Linked DNA regions of Mus musculus: region 2 is linked to region 1. The links are chromatin contacts, called in public HiChIP or PLAC-seq maps. All regions are on one chromosome and are shown on one strand. Each heading gives the region's core, a stretch centred on a gene start, on an enhancer-like site or on the middle of the called end of the contact. The rest is flanking DNA. Distances are from core to core; before and after follow the strand shown. Region 1 has its middle 150 kb from the start of Gm32884. Region 2 has its middle 12 kb from the start of Plpp4.

What was found. HiChIP or PLAC-seq counts read pairs in DNA pulled down with a chosen protein or histone mark.
Region 2: an H3K27ac HiChIP or PLAC-seq map of VIP interneurons shows a contact between it and region 1, with 6 times the contacts expected there. The contact joins two enhancer-like sites. A contact is called at or near these places in 5 of 39 promoter capture datasets (frontonasal cranial neural crest, hippocampal neurons, liver and 1 more) and 2 of 115 datasets of contacts at active chromatin or transcription factors (VIP interneurons and forebrain).

The regions. Positions count from the first base shown.
Region 1 is chr7:129,001,089-129,006,303 of GRCm38.p6, forward strand. No RefSeq gene overlaps it. Among named protein-coding and RNA genes, the nearest start is that of Gm32884, 150 kb to the left of the region's middle. Within about 2 kb of position 1,618, at least 9 of the 459 cell types and tissues checked have an H3K27ac peak or open chromatin away from gene starts, as enhancers often do. A contact at or near this core is called in VIP interneurons, where this site is marked.
Region 2 is chr7:129,242,656-129,247,830 of GRCm38.p6, forward strand. No RefSeq gene overlaps it. Among named protein-coding and RNA genes, the nearest start is that of Plpp4, 12 kb to the right of the region's middle. Within about 2 kb of position 1,371, at least 3 of the 459 cell types and tissues checked have an H3K27ac peak or open chromatin away from gene starts, as enhancers often do. A contact at or near this core is called in VIP interneurons, where this site is marked.

The sequences.
Region 1 (5,215 bases), core at 368-2,867:
CCTGTCTTTCTCTCTCAATAGACAAATCATAGTCTGTTGCAGGAAATAATAAAAAATGGCATATGCATCAAAAGTATGGGAACGTGATGGGTCTTTGTCAATATTTCCCGATACAGTACTCCTTCCTTCAAACAGTTTTTCTTTTCTTGGTTTCTTTTTTGTTGTTCTTAGGAGTGGTGCTGGACATATAGCTCTGTGACTAGTAAGAGCACTTGATGCTCTTACAGAGGACTGGAGGTCAGGTCCCAGCACCCATATGGGCAGCTCACAAGTGCCTCGAGCTTTAGGGGGGTCTGGTGCCCTCTTCTGGCTTCTTGCATACATGTGTACATACACCACATAACACACACCCACTCACACACCCACACACCCACCCCCCCCCACACACACACCCACACACACACACAGACACACACACATACCCCTACACACACACAGACACACACACCACACACAGACATAGAAACAGACACACACACATACCCCCACACACACACAGACACACACACCACACACAGACATAGACACAGACACACACACATACCATACACACACACACAGAGATACACACACCACACACACACACACACACACACACCACATAACACACACACAGACACACACACACATACCACACACAGACACACACAGACACACACACAGACACACACCACACACACACACACACAGACACACACCACACACACACACAGACACACACCACACACACACACAGACACACACACACACCACACACACACACACACACACACACAGACACACACACACACACACATACCACATAACACACACACACATCCACACCACACCAAAATGAGTGCCCTACTTATGAGCAGTTGGCTCCCAGGAGCTTAGCCCTCTAAATCATCTTGCTAATCACCTTTCCAGAGGATGCAGCTGTGCATATAGCTCTTGTGGGGTCCCTGAAGGAGGGAAACTTAAAAAATTACATTTATTAATGTATATATTTACATTGCATGAGTGTATATAATTGTACATATGTATATATGGGTGTGTGGCGATATCTTGCAGTGCATATGGAGGCCAGAAGACATTATGTGAGAGTCAATTCTCTTCTTCTACCATGTTTGTCCCTGGGATCAAATGCTTGTCATCAGGTTGGCGGAAAGCACCTTTACCAGCTGAGCCATCTCCAGAGGACAAGGGGCAAGTCTGAGGTCTAAATCTCTCTGTTCTACAATCTACCTTCATCATACCATTTGATAGGATTTCTTACAGTCTTTTGTTTATATATTTTACACATTATAGAAACTCAGTGGCTTCCTTGAAATGGATCAAGTTGGCTGCAACTGGGTATGAAAGAGCTTTGATCAACCTGCCAGGTAGATGTCCAAAAGTGACATAATTTGGGCATGACTGTTTGCTTCACTGTGGAAGTGGTCTGACTGAAAGATTAGTGTAATATAGCCTCGTTTCCTTACAGGACAGGGGTGACAGCATCAGAGAGCATATTATCTTTGTTCTCCAGAATTAGTCATCACCATCTGTCAGCTGCAACAGAGGCCTTGTGACACTGTGAGTAAGTACAGGGTTTGGAGTAATAAATGTAATAGCTGCCATTCATGAAGCTGTTGCCTCCAAGCTGCTGCCGGATCAGTTACTCACATTCACTGTCATGATCCACTCCTCTGAAGGGGACAGCGTGACGGTTCCTTCCTATCATAACGTGGCTAGTCCAACTTTACATGGCAGGTGGCCGGGGTGTGCTGGCAGTTCCTGGATGGGGGTTCCAAGTGGTTTTTGTTTTCTTGTTTTGTCTCCAAGTGTGGTATGCATGTTGGGGTCCAGCTGTGGTCCTGAGTTTTCTGCTCCCTTCCACTCAGAGTGTCCAGCACTAGAATGGAAGGATGAAGTAGAATGGTCGGGTCTGCAGGATCTCAGTCAGGCTGGATGTGAGTGCTGGGGGCACAGGGAGGGGCAGAGAAGGCCTTCTCCAAAGATCTTCCCTGAAACAGCTCTCTAACATGATCTTAGCTTGTGCACACACCTTTACTCAGGGTGGACTTGTACATGTACAAGTACAATGTACTTGAACATTTGGGGTGAACCAAGGCAACCTATGGACTTTGAAGAGTGTGAAGGGATTATTAGGGTAAATGAAAAATCCTTGTCTGGAGTTTAAAGTACTGTGAATGTTTGTATGGAGAGGCGTTCCAGGAATCCCAAGGACCTGCTGGACAGGTTCTTATGGAGGCAGGGGAGTTGAACTTGTAGGTCTGCCAAGGACTACTTGATCTTCTCTGGGTAGAGGGTGTGGGAGGTACCCCAGCAAGGTCAGAGAAGGGGGAGCCCTGCTGGTAGAGTGAGCCCTCCATTTTGCACCAAGCTCTGAGGAGCTATGTGGTCATGATAGACTGTGACCTTAATTAGCAATGTTTCTCCACACCCAAGAACTCAGCTTCCTCATCAACTTCCTGCTGTTTCCAGGAGTTCTTTCTTGGGTCGTAGGTAAATGAAAGCTTGCATTATAAAGAGTGAAAAGAAGGCCCCGTGGCTTAGAAAAGTCAAACACATTGAGGAGATTGTGTCCACATCGAAGGTGATGTGATGGGGAAAGCTCTCATAGAGTATGTGGGGAGCCTCGTTCCCAGAACCATTGCTGTGTATAGTGTGAACTGGGATCACGGTCAGCATTTGATGATGGCTGGAAAACCTTTCTCCTGGTCACTCCTACCTTGTGTTTTATTCTGAGTTATAGTGACCAGCTCTTCTCCTCTTCTCCTTAACACATAATGTCAGTGCTTCAGGAGGAACCTAAGTTCCCTCTGCCAGAATTTAGAGGGGCCACAGCTGATTCCCTCTGCAGGCATCAGACTGAGGAGTCTATGTAATTACAGATACCTGTGGGGAAGCTCAGACCCAGAGGCGACTCTCAGGTTTTGTCCCCCTAGTTCCCAGCACTGTGGAAATCTTTGAAGTCTTTAGACTTTCCAGATCTATAGGATGATCTGAAGAGGCAGAAAAATCCTGTTTGCACTGAGTCCATTACAGATCCACGCCCCACCTCCTGCCCCCGCCCCTCATTTTACAACAGGGGAAGTGGACGCTTAATGAACAAGACCAGATTCTTATGCAGGTATCACAGCTAGGTCTTCTAGCTCCAGTCTGTCTCCTTCTAGAATCTCAGAGTTAATGAAACCCCAGATAAGAGCTTCCATCCAGGGAGATATCAGGACTGGCTCAGGTCTTATTGATGTTTCCCTGGTGTACCTGAGAGCTAACACTTTCTAGATAGAACCAGGAAAGGGGGAGGGCCTTAATTCTTTTTACTTCTACTTCAGATGGCACATACAGGTAGTACACACCTCTCTCTCTCTCTCTCCAGTGGCAAGCACACTATGAAACGTAGTATCATAGAGTACAACATGAATAAACAGTATTTGAATGGCCCCAGTTGCCTTCTCCACCCCTCCTGCCTCGTGTGTGTGTGTGTGTGTGTGTGTGTGTGTGTGTGTGGTTTCTTTGGCTTACAGTTCCAGGTAACACAGTCTTTGCAGTAGAGAAGACCTAGTAACAGGAGCAGGAGTGACTAGTCACATGGCACGCACAGTCAGAAAGCACCCACAGATGCTGCTTCTCAGCTGTCTTCCTTTTTCCTATCTGACAGTTAGGTCTTGCCACCTCAATGCACCCAGTCTAGAAAATTCCTCACAGACATGCCCAGAGATTTCTCTATGTGCAGTCAAGTTGACAATCATTTCAAGCTGTCACAGTTTGTGCATGCCTGTCCAGATGTGCACACGCGTGCGCGTGTGTGTGTGTGTGTGTGTGTGTGTGTGTGTGTGTGTGCGCGCGCGCGTGCATATGCATGTGTGTGCATGTGGAGGCCAGAGATCAGTGTCAGGTATCTTCCTCCATGGCTCTACATCCTATTGTTTTGAGACAGACACTCTCTCTCTTTTTGAGCCTGGAGTTTGCCAAATCAGCTGGACCATCTGGGGGAGCCCTAAGGGCTCCCCTTTCATTGACTCGCCCGGCCTGGGTTACAGGTGTGTTCACCAACACATGGCTTTTGCGTGGGTGCTGGAGTTGGAATTTGGCTCCTTATACATCAAGCATGTCACTGACAGAACCATTTCCCAGACCTTCCCATCTTTAAACTTATTGTTATACGGTCAATGGCCTTCTAAGCAGCCCATCAGATATCTTACCAGGTGTACTAGCACTTTTTGAGAAAAATAAAAATAAAAAGAAATCACCTTGGAATTATACTCTTTGAATGTAGATAGTTCTTGGCGAGGATGCCATTTGCTGGATATGATATGCCTTTGATAAGCAGGTTTTACACTGTTAATGAGGTGGGTCAGGAGGGTGAGTTTTTAAAAGGCTATTTTAAAATTAGTTTTGAATAGGATGTGCATATTTTGGAGATAAAAGAGTTTTATTTTGATGAACAATTGAAATATAAAAGGACTCAGAAGAAATGCAGATAACCTCGACGTTCTGGTGTGGGAAAACTCTAACTGCAGGTGACAGAAAGGCAAATGAGTTTGAAATAGAAATAATGAATTTTTTTTGGTACCTGCTTAAAGAGAGCAGGGACCCAGATGCTCCATGGAGCAGAGTGCACTGTGGGATTCAGTTGTAACAGTTTTCCAGAAATGGGATTTAAAATTGGATTTTATATATTAAAATGTAAAGGCTCAGGTTAAAGAGCTGTTCTAACTTTAATTACTTAGGCCTTGCTGGTCCACTGTGGCAAATATTGATGGCTGTGTCTGCAGGCCTCATATATTCCCTTTACCTGCCTGGCTGTGTCACTTGAGAATCTTCTTCCTTTACTTGAAAATCTTGTTTGGCTCACAGACTCTCCCAGGGTCCCCAAAGCCTGGTTTACTTGGTCACTAACCCTGGCACTTCCTGTGAATGGGTTGAGGCAAAGACGCATCCTGCCGGCCCGGGAAGAGACGTGGGGCTTCTGGGTATTGGTGTTTTCAGTTGAATGGGGGGAGTGTTCTCTTCTCTGGGCTTCTTCGTTCCATGAACACATGTGCTATGGGATGTCTCCCTGTGCTTCTCCTGTTGGTCTGGTTTCTTTAGTAAGATTGTAAGCTTTTACAAAAAATCCTAGGCAAATAGTTTTAGCTTTAGTTTGTTTGCTTTTCTGATTATAAAATAAAAATGTCCTTGTAAATAATTTAGGAATGTGGAAGTTGTCTTAGTCAGGGTTTCT
Region 2 (5,175 bases), core at 121-2,620, 240 kb after region 1:
CCTGGGGCTTGCTGGACAGTTACTCCTGTCATATTAATGGATTCCAGGTCTAGTTGGAGACCTTGTCTCAAAAAACAGTAAGGCAGAGAGTACTAGAGGAAGAAAACTGGTAGTGACCTCTGACATATATATATATATATATATATATATATATATATATATATATATATATATATAGAGAGAGAGAGAGAGAGAGAGAGAGAGGTTAGAATCGCCCCCAGGCAATGCAGAAAGATAAGCACTAAATTGCCACCAATGGAGAGAGAGGGGGCATGTACCTGACTTTTCACACCTGTGCATCCCTACATGGCCTTGTAGTACTGTCCCCTCCCCCACTCCTCAGTATCCTTTTTTTTTTTTTTTTTTTTTCCTGACAGGCTCTTAGTTGCTGCCTGCAAGTATCTTCACCTCCCTGCCAGGGCTTTTTCTGGCCTCATCATATGCTTGGGCAGAACTCCAGGAAAGCCAGATGTACTCAGTATTATATCCTTGCCCCTCATTCCCAGAGTGGCTCTGGAACCAGATGTTGTTGGATGCAAACTCTGGTCTCCAGTGAATCTGGGTGGAAGGTGAAGGTGACTTAGATGCCTTGTCTACTCCAGTGGCCCTAGAATGCTGAGTGTCACCTGCCAACAGGGTCCACCTGGACTGTCCCCTCTTCTGTTTTGTTTCCCTGTCTCCTACAGAGCTGTCTGGTATCACTTCCAAACTGACTACAAGTGATTATGGTCCTCATGATTTAGGACCAGCCTATGTAGAAACCTAAACTAAGACATTAGCACGGCCGTCTTTTGCTCGCTGTGTCCTCTTTCTTTCTGCATTCTCTCTAGATCAAATGTACTAGGATTTAGAGGTGGCCCCAAGGGCCCACTCTGATTGAAGTCTTAGTCACTAGTGTGAAGCTGTTATCTATGGAACTTTAAAAGGCACATCCTAGTGGGAGTTCTTTGAGACACGTGTTTCTGCAGAAGATCGAGGCCCTTCTCACTGATGCCAGCGTTCTCAGCTACATTTCTACCACAGTGTGTTGACACACACCATTTTCACCGGAGGCCAAGCCAGCAAGGCCACCCAGCCTTAGAATTTGAACCTCAAAAACCATGAGCCATAGCCAACTTTTTTTCTATATAAAATTAGTTGCTTCAGGTATTCTGTTGAAGGAAGGCAGAACTGATTAACACAACATAGAACAGAAAAAAAACAAAAAAACAAAAACTCTTTTCCACAGAATACTGACAATGGATTTTTAAATATCTTGCTTTGCAAACACAGTATATTTCGATCAAACTATTCTAGAAACATGAGAGAGATAGTAATTGCTCTCAGAATGAGTCACTTAGAAAGCTAATAACCACCTCCCTTCCACATATCTCTGGCAGGCAGGAAGCAGCCGAGCCTTTTGAGAGGACTGAATCGTGCCTCCGACACGGGGCATTATTCTGATGGGCCAGCTGCACATTTTACTTGGCAAAGTGTCCAAACTTGTCACGACACAGCTGACAGGTTCAAAGTGACAAGGACAGGCACTGGACTAGCACTGTTGTCCCCCTGTATGCATTCGATGCAAAGAGATATGCAGAGGCTAGCACATTACAATAACCTGCATGGAGTACATGACTTCTGATCATTGTCACCTTCATGCAGATGCCAGACCCATGCAGGAGCAGAAGGTGGCAATCTTCTCTAATGTTTATACAAAACTCAGCTTATGTGGCTACACAGGTTTACTTACTGGGGAATCCCTGGTGCACTGAGGGTTAGTATGCTCTTTCTTTTATATTGCTCATAACCATACTTTGATTTAAGACTTTACACGCTGATTTGAAACCACCATTTCTAATATGCAGTCTGCAGGAAGGCCAGCCCACCGACTTTCCTTCAGTATTCCTTCTCCAAAAGGAATAGATGGACACAGGCGAAGCCAAACAGCAGAAGACCAAGGCAGCTCTGTGGAGAAGCTTGTCCTAGTTAGCTTGTCACCTGAAAAAGAAGTCTCAATTGATTGAGGGTTTGTCTATATCAGATTGGCCCGTGGGCATGTTTGGGGGTGTGGTTTGATTATTAATTGATGTAGAAGGGCCAGTCCCACTGTGGGCGGTACCATTCATTCCCTGGGCAGGGAGGTCTAGGCTGCATAAGAAATCCAGCTAAGCATAAGCCTGAGAGAAAGCCAGCAAGTCGCATGCATTCCTCGACAGTTTCTGCTTCAAGTTTTTGCTTGAGTTCTTGCCTGACTTCCTTTGGTGATGGGCTGTGACCTGGAAGTATAAGCCGAATAAATCTTTTCCTCCCCTAAGTTGCTTTTGGTCAGAGTGTTTTATCACAGCAACAAAAATCAAACTAGAACAGAGCCTTACAACCAATCGATCCCACTCAGGCAATACAATTATTTCTAAAAGAAAAACCCGCTGCTCTGTTTCCTCAGTGCTGGCCAGTTGCCACATACTGTGTGCCCACCACTTACATACCTCACCTCACTGGGCACCCTGAATGCTCTGCAGGGCAGGTGTCAATACTAACATTGTTCCATAGGGACCAAAGCACAGGGAGGTTAGGCCAGTTGCCCGAGGTCACTTGATGGAGAGGGGGCAGAGACATTGTCGGAACCAATGTCCATTGACTCTGAAGACCACATCAAAACCATAGCCTTAGTGGAAATAATAATGAACAATGCAAGAGTTGCTTTGCCTGCTGCACCTCACTCATTCATTACCTGCTTCTAAGGGCACAGAGAGAAAGGCTGAAAGTGAAGACCTCCCTCTGGGAATGTGGCATCTCTCTGTCTGTATGCAGCTCATGGCATTGTGATAATGGTGAGCAGTGTGTAGCCTCCTGCCCTTATTTGTGTAACGAACGATTCCACGCCTGGATTTTCAGCATCTGTCTCCCATAGCTTCCCCCAAATTTTCTGTTATTACCAGTCTTGGGAACTTCATGGTACAAATATAAAAGCAAGCTTGTGAGAGGGGCAGGCATTTACTGAAAACCCTGAAAACCAGTCCAGGGATTTGTTTTTCTATCTTGTTTTAGATTTGTAATGAAGGGATGGATTGCTCTCCCATGCTTCTAATGGCTTCCCTACAACAACAACAACAACAACAACAACAACAACAACAACACAGTCTTATTTTCTAGGTCTGAAATTAAGACCCAAAGTACAGTACTTTGACATGCTGACTAGAGAACCTGAGACCAGGAAAGATTGTATTGCATGCCTGATGTTCCGTGGGAGCAGAGTAAAGGTTTGAACTTAAGTCAGCAGATTTCTGTATGATCCCTGGGTGTTTCATGTGGTTGTCAGGGATCAATAATGAGTGGTCTGGGTGTTAAGAAACCTGAGCTGGCCTCCAGGTGGAGTAGCAATGTCTGGACAGTGCTTATCCTGGCCAGCCCCTGGGGGGAGGAGAATTGGTTATAGATTTAAAAGTGTCACCATCTAGTGTCAGAAGGTGGACATAGCTGTGACCTCACCGAGGAACATAGCTGGGTTCTTCTCATAAGCATATTAAGAATCCTGTTCTACTGGTCTCTGATCACTTTCTCTATGTTCTACTGAGTGGGTGGGATTTCAGGCCATTGGTCTAATATTCTGGGGTCAGGAGGAGGCTTTAGTCACAGCAGGGGTTTTGAGGGGCACAGTTCTAGAGGCGGGGTGATGAACTGAGCATGTATGATAAAAGTGGGGCTCAAGATCAATATATGAAGGTTGATAAGCAAGTTTGGGGGTCCACACCTGCTTATAGTTCATCAGTTTTACATCTGTGAAACTAATTTCATCCCATCTGGACTTGCCTTCTTCATCATGGCAGCTGGGATTAAAGCCTTCTTGCATTGTGTTAATACCAAGTTCAAAAGTAGCAATATAAAGACCTTTATAGAACCCGAGACTGGGCTGGACCAGGATGTTAGTCAAAGAAGCAGTAGAGATTTATTAATTACAGAGGAAAACTGCAGAGGGGTCTGCTGATTGCCACTTACACTGTGCAGCCATGTTTAGCATCATCAATAAAAGGGCAGCCCTGGAATCCTGGGCTCCTGGTGTAAGGCAATGTGCACTGGAGACTCCCCTGTGACATAGTGTTGCCCAGCATACTTAGCCTGCAACAGACCAAGGAGGCAAATGAATCCCACACACAGCTATTACTTGGGGCTAGAGGTAAAGAAACAAATTCAAAGACACCAGGAGAAAACAATCAGGAAACAAGTATGTTGAATTGACCCGGGGCAACCCACAAGCCAAGTTGTTTGTGTTCTTCAAAAGTTCGGTATCGTGAAGAGGGAGCAAGGGTTACAAAGGGCTGAAGAACCGTGGCAGCTAGATGACTCGTGCTTGATGCTATTCTATGTGCATTGTATGATGTGTTTGCAGATGGACTGGTGGGATGCTGGGTAATGCTTTGGAGTTACTGTAAAGTTCTGTAGAATTTATAATGTTATTGTGGTTATTATGTAGGAAAATGTTTTAGGCCACCGATTCTGAAGGTGTCAGGGTGAAGTGTTCGAATGTTTTTAAATATTTTCAAATGATTCAGGAAAGAATTGTATATAGACATTAGCACGCATACATACGGCTCTTTCTCTCTTCCTTTTTCTCTTACTCGACTTACCTACCTAGCTCTAAAGAGGCAAGAGAATAGAACACAAATGGCAGATGCTAACACTCAGGAAACACAGGTGAGGCTGTGTGGATGCTCCTTGTGCTGTTCTGCATGATTTAAATATTAAAATAAAGTTTGAGGGAGGAGAAGACCTAGATGACTTGATCCACAAATATGTTAGTAAAGACCTGGTTAGGGTGTGCTTCTAATCTGTTTCTGTGAGTAACCAGATGCTGATGCAGCCAGGGATTATTTGTCCCAGAATCCCTTGCTTTAGAGATGGCTGTTAGTGACTAAAGGGCTCGTTGGCTGCTTTCTCTAGTGGCTCTACCTATTTGTTCTCCCCCCACCTGGCTTGGGTGTTGTTGGCATGGACTGAGTTTACCATGTCCTGCATAGAGTGCAGATGCCATTGGTATTTTGGACTCCATGATGACATGAAAGGAGAGGGGTGTTTCCTTATTACTTAGACAAATGTTGGAAGAGGGGAGGCGCAGCACCTGTGCTCATTAGCACCCTTGTGTGGGGAAGGGGGAAACATCTTGTGAATATCACTCATTACTCAAGTGTCAGAACA